2 separate regions of the Zea mays genome follow, and region 1 is linked to region 2. Evidence: chromatin contacts called from public Hi-C data. All regions are on one chromosome and are shown on one strand. The core of a region is the stretch at or near the end of the contact, and the rest is flanking DNA. Distances in the headings are between cores, read along the strand shown.

The links. A called contact is a pair of places that touch in the nucleus more often than the background predicts.
Region 1: a Hi-C map of tassel shows a contact between it and region 2, with 2.6 times the contacts expected there. The contact joins the promoter of LOC100381708 here to the promoter of LOC100381775 in region 2. A contact is called at or near these places in 2 of 25 Hi-C or Micro-C datasets (ear and tassel).

The regions. Positions count from the first base shown.
Region 1 is chr4:203,221,965-203,224,698 of Zm-B73-REFERENCE-NAM-5.0, reverse strand. LOC100381708 reads right to left here and starts at 1,308. Exons shown (of 17, transcript NM_001361524.1): 1 at 860-1,308; 2 at 348-401; 3 at 80-233. The coding sequence starts at 1,264.
Region 2 is chr4:202,572,568-202,575,484 of Zm-B73-REFERENCE-NAM-5.0, reverse strand. LOC100381775 (Two-component response regulator-like APRR9) reads right to left here and starts at 1,399. Exons shown (of 8, transcript NM_001355470.1): 1 at 1,068-1,399; 2 at 796-957. The coding sequence starts at 1,305.

The DNA.
Region 1 (2,734 bases), core at 59-2,558, 650 kb before region 2:
TCAACTGCCCCATCACTCCCAACTAAAATGTGCAAGTTTAGCCCTTTGACAGTACTTGAGCAATTATTGCAGCGTTTACCTCGAAGATTGGATTTATAGCCACATGTCGTCAACTGATTGGCAAGCTTCTCACCCAGCTGCTCCTTCCAATCCTGAACAACACTATCCTCGGGCACTGCCCAGACGACTGCCATCTCAGTGGCAAGGTTAACAGTTGCTGACCGTACCTGGGGCTGAAAAATCCAAGCACATACAGAGTTACAAACACTACTAGAAACAGTAGAGAGCTAACAAGCACTTTGGCCAAAAGCTCTACATCTAAGGCATGCTGATCTAACTTAGCTTACCTCACTCTCCAGAATACGTTTCACGCTTGCTGCGCATCCACCACACGACATTCCCTGCAACGAAGCTAATCAAGTGGCTAATACAGCTACAGATTACAAGGTGGTCAGAAACTGTAGCATGTAAGGACAAACATGCATGCAAATGATAACTTATAGGGTTTTTTTTCCCAGAACAAACACTAGTTGGTTGGAGGTTCTAGTGATTGTCCCAGAAACGATGCTGTTTAGATGGGTTGTTGACACAAGAGATAATCCAGCAGGTTCTACCACCAGTAGCATTAGTGGTTTGTTTGCTGATTCATGATTGTATGAGAATGTTTGTTATGTTATGGCAATCCGAATTCTAAATATGAAAAAACTGTTACAAGTGGGTAAAGTAACAATCCGTGTAGCCAAGTATTCAAAAAGTTGTAAAAAGATCCTTCTATGCCACACATGATATGGTATTTTGTTTAAGAGCGGAAGGTGGTCAGTGTCTACTCGTCGTACTACAGCTACAGGAATAGCCATACCCCAACGTCAAGGACGATGACATCGGCTCCCTGCGCTGCCGCTTCCTCCACCACACCCGCTCCCTGGGAAGCGCGCGGGCGCTTCCAGCCGTCGCCACCACCACCGCCGTCACCATCACCGTTCCCCCGACCGCCTCCGCCGCGGGGCGGACCACCCGAGGCGAGAGGCGAGGCAGAAGAGACACTCGCGAACCACCGCCGAGGCGCCGCGGGGGGTCCGGGGCCGCGGAGCGCGAGCCGCGCGAGCGAGATGAGGAGGTCGCCCGGCACGGAGGACGAGGAGGGGGCAGACGCGCGGGCGGCGAAGAGGGAGCGGCGGCGGTGCGGGGCGAGGAGGAGGAAGGGCTTGGTGCGGGAGGAGGCGAAGGCCTTGGAGAGCGCAAGGACGGGCGTGGTCGGGTCCATCGTCGTGGAGGGGAAGGGAGGAGGCGGCTGGGCCTAGCTAGCGGTGGCGGCGGCTGTAGCGTGTAGCGGTCGGAGCATTGGCGTTGCTCGCGGCGGGGATGAGTTGCGTCCTAAGTCCTGACTGTTGCCGAGGTAGGCGGCGACGGCAGAGTGGTCTGGTGACTGACTGGTGTAGTGGTGCCGCCGTGGGCCGAGGGGGGGTGGATTGGGTTGGTGCGTGCACTGCAGTTCTGCTGCCCAACGGGAACGTCAGCTGTCGTAGCCAGTGCTGGGAACATGGGAAAGACTTTTCGATCTAGCACGAGCATGACTCGAAAATAAGAGCCTAAAATATGACCCGATATGAAATAATATGGTTTGAACTAGCATGATCCGAAGCCGGGTCTGAGCCAGACCTCAAATTTCAGCCCGTCGAGACCCCGGCACGACCCGCATAGATGGGTCGAGCTTAGTCTGACACGGCCCAATTAAGCCTAATATGTTTAATTTTTTTAATTTAGTAAGGTATCGACTTTATATTATTGTTATATTTGGAGTTTGTGTGGTTAAATGATGCTAGAATTGTTTAATATCTTTAATTTAGTAAGTTATAACTTTACATGGCTGTAATATTCTGATTTTATGTGGTCAAATATACGGGTCGGGCTTGGGTCGGCACCGGCACGATGAAGGCACGACGTGGTTTAGGACGGGCTGGACCACTTTTTTTACACTTCGGGCTGGCACGACACGACCCAAAAGTTTTTTGGACTTTTCTGGCCCAAACCCGTTTGGCACGAAGCACGATGGGCTTGGACCGGACTAGCCCAGCCCAATTCCCAGCCCTAGTCGTAGCGCTAAGTGCCACTGAACGTGTCTTATTTCAAACCATTTATTTAAAATTTCGATTTAAATAATAAAATGTACTGCTACCACCACCAAAAAATTGTATCGATAATGCTTACACGCACGCGGGCATCCGATCTCAACATGTTGATTTGAAAAAGAATTTGTGGTTAGAATAAGCAATATCGATATGTTCGCCAAACTGGTGTGAAAGAATGGCATGCGCAAGTCAAAGGAGCCTGGTATTAAGGTTACAAGACAGAGGAAGAATGCCCTGTTCACTGCAAGTACATCAAGTTTATTGCACAACCAAGGATATCATTATCATTGTTCAGATCATCGTTATTATCTTAATTTTATTGCACAAGCTTTGTGTAATTCTTTGCTATAATATTGAGCCCATGAGAGTATGAGACTAGCTGTGGTATGAGTCAGGAGCGGAAGCGGAAACAGTTGAGAGCCCGTTCGGTTATACTGGAATAAGCCAGGATTCATTCCAGCTCATCAAAATTTATATAAATTAGAGAAGTAATCTGACTAGAAATTAATCCGGTGCTCCAATCCGGAACAACCGAACAGGGCCTGAGGGTATTTTCCAACCATATTTGACCATATTTGATCGAGATAATCCCGTTTATATCCCGT
Region 2 (2,917 bases), core at 150-2,649:
TTCTGTTAAGCTGAGGCCCTTGATGTGTGAATTCAAATTGCAAGCACCCGATGAAGTGGGATCATTTCCCAGTCAAGCTATGTGATTGATTGTAGACTCTGTCTCAGAAAAGTGTATACATGTAACACTCAAAAACCTGTGTAAGCTGATAATTCACATCCGATCACATGGAATCAAATTCTGCAAAACAGAACAACAACGATGACAAAGCCTTTTAGTCCCAACAAGTTAGGTAGGCTAGAGTTGAAACCCAACAGAAACCACAAGTCAAGATCCAGGCACATAAATAGTTATTTTCCATGAACTCCTAAGTCCTAACAAGACTAAAACTTTAGGTATATTCCATTCTTTCAAGTCACATTTTATTGCCTCTTTTTGTGTCAATTTCGGTCCCTGTCTCTCTTCCTATTGCTGTCGTGCCTTAGGATTCCACGATGCACGGGTACCTCTCCGTTGGACAATCTTTTCAATTAGTTTATCCTAGCGTATCACGTACCGGACCCGATCTCTTGTATGGCCACAAATCCAATGTCGCATACATATTTTCGCAATATTTATCTGTTGAACATGAACATGTCATCTTCAGTAACAAGCATGACGCAAGAATGCCGGTTTTAGTAACAAGCATGTGCTACTGAAGCCTAATCTATTCTCAGGTCGATATGATCCAGAAGAAGAGAAGACATCGGGGCACGTCGCGAGCACACAAGAAGCGTTAGTAAGGAAGGGGAAATACGAATCGGACTAGGATTAAAGAGCAGCGAAAAAGGGATGAGAGCGGGGAAGGAGGCTTACTGACGACGGGGATGTTCTTGCACTCGTCGGCGGCGACGATCCTGGAGAGCAGCTGGATGCCGGAGAGGGAGGGCATGGCGACCTCGGTGAGGACAAGGTCGAACGCGTAGGCGCGCTCGCGCATGACCCCCCACGCCTTCATCCCGTCCGCGACCGCGGCCACTGCCGTCTCCCGGAGGGAGAGAGAGGAGTGAGAACGACGGGGTGCCGAGAATTTCCGTGGGGATTAACGACCGCGAGCTGGGGAGCAGTGAGGAGGGGAGGCGGCTCACCGCGGTAGCCGCACTTGCGGAGCAGCGCGGTGACGACCTGGCGCGTGGAGTCGTCGTGCTCGACGAGGAGGACCCGCAGGGAGCGGCGCGGGAGGATCTGGTCCCACCGCACCAACGCCCGCCCGTTCGCCGCGGACGCCGGGGACGACGACGTGCCGGCGCCCGCCTCTCCGTCACCGCCGCAGCCTCCCCCGGGAGCGACGGCGGTTGCCACGGCGGCGTCTACGTCGGGAGACATTCGATTGCTGCCGCGAGGAGGGGAGCGGAACGGAACGGAGCGGAGCGCAGCAGAGTAGGAGTCCGCTGGGCGAGGAGGCCCGCAGGAGGAGAAGGGGAGAGGGGAAGGAGCGGTGGGGAAAATATCTGAAATATTTTTTTCCCGTGCGGTGGGCGCCACGTCAGCGGCGACGGGGCGCGGAGCGAGAGGAGAAGGAGATCATCGTCGTGGATGAAATGAAAGCCGGAAGAGAAGGCGTGGGGTGGAAATGAAGGATGTGTTTGGTTGTCTGGTCCAGCCTGAGCCTGGCTCAATGAGAGGACCAGGCTCAAGAGAGCCCGCATGTAATGAGCTAACCTAATATGTTTGGTTGGCTGGTCAAAGTAAGCCTGGCCCATATGATATATTGTTTGGTTCTCATTTTTCTTAGCTTGGCCCAATTGGGTTACCACCAATTTTGATCAGTTAGATGCCGTTCCCGCCAAATTTCAAAATTTTAAGCGTTATTAGACAACTTACAACAGATTTGAACTAAAAATATAATTTTGATCCATAAATTGAACTATTTACAATCATCTAAATATGATTTACACCCATATATTACAACATAAACAGAAGCACAGGTTGAATCAGACAATCAAACATTTCACATGTTACAGGTGCTGCCATCTAATGTAAAGGAGACCAAAAGGAACTTGTCTACCATCAATCCTGCACTGTCATGATGAAAGGAGACCAAAAGGAACTTGTCTACCATCAACCTTTGTAAACAGATCATAAACAGATCATGGTAACCATAGCAACTTACCATTAGAGAAAAATGACAATGAATTACAATAATATGAATTACAATAAATCAAGGCATAACAAACAGAAGTAAATCAAACATAGTTGAACCTTCTGGTCATAACTTTGAACCTTCTGGACATGAGTTAAAGTTAGTTGTTTGTTAAAGTAAATCAAAACAGGAGGTTCTGGTAAACAGACATCACTGAACACCACTGCAGAAACACCAGGAAATATACCAGTTATGGTAACACTGCAGACTATACCAGGAAATATACCAGTTATTATAAACAGAACTATATTTACACCAGACTATATGGATGAAACACCTCCTGAACACCAGACTATACCAGAAATACCAGGAGTTTCAAGTGAAACTGGGACTATACCAGAAATATGAATGAAACACCAGGAGTTTACACCAGACTATACCAGAAATACCAGGAGTTTCAAGTGAAACTGGGACTATACCAGAAATATGAATGAAACACCAGGAGTTTACACCAGACTATGTTATTATAAACAGAACTATATTTACACCAGACTATATGGATGAAACACCTCCTGAACACCAGACTATACCAGAAATACCAGGAGTTTCAAGTGAAACTGGGACTATATCAGAAATATGAATGAAACACCAGGAGTTTACACCAGACTATATGGAATTATTAAACAGAAGAAAAGAATAAAAGAGTATTGAACTATAAACAGAAATTGCCTCAGAAATTGAAAGTTGAAACACCAGACTATGTTTATTAAACTGGGACTATAAACAGAAATTGAAAGTTGAAACAGAAGAAAAGAGAAGTCATGAGAATTGTATGAACTATAGTTTGCCTCAGTA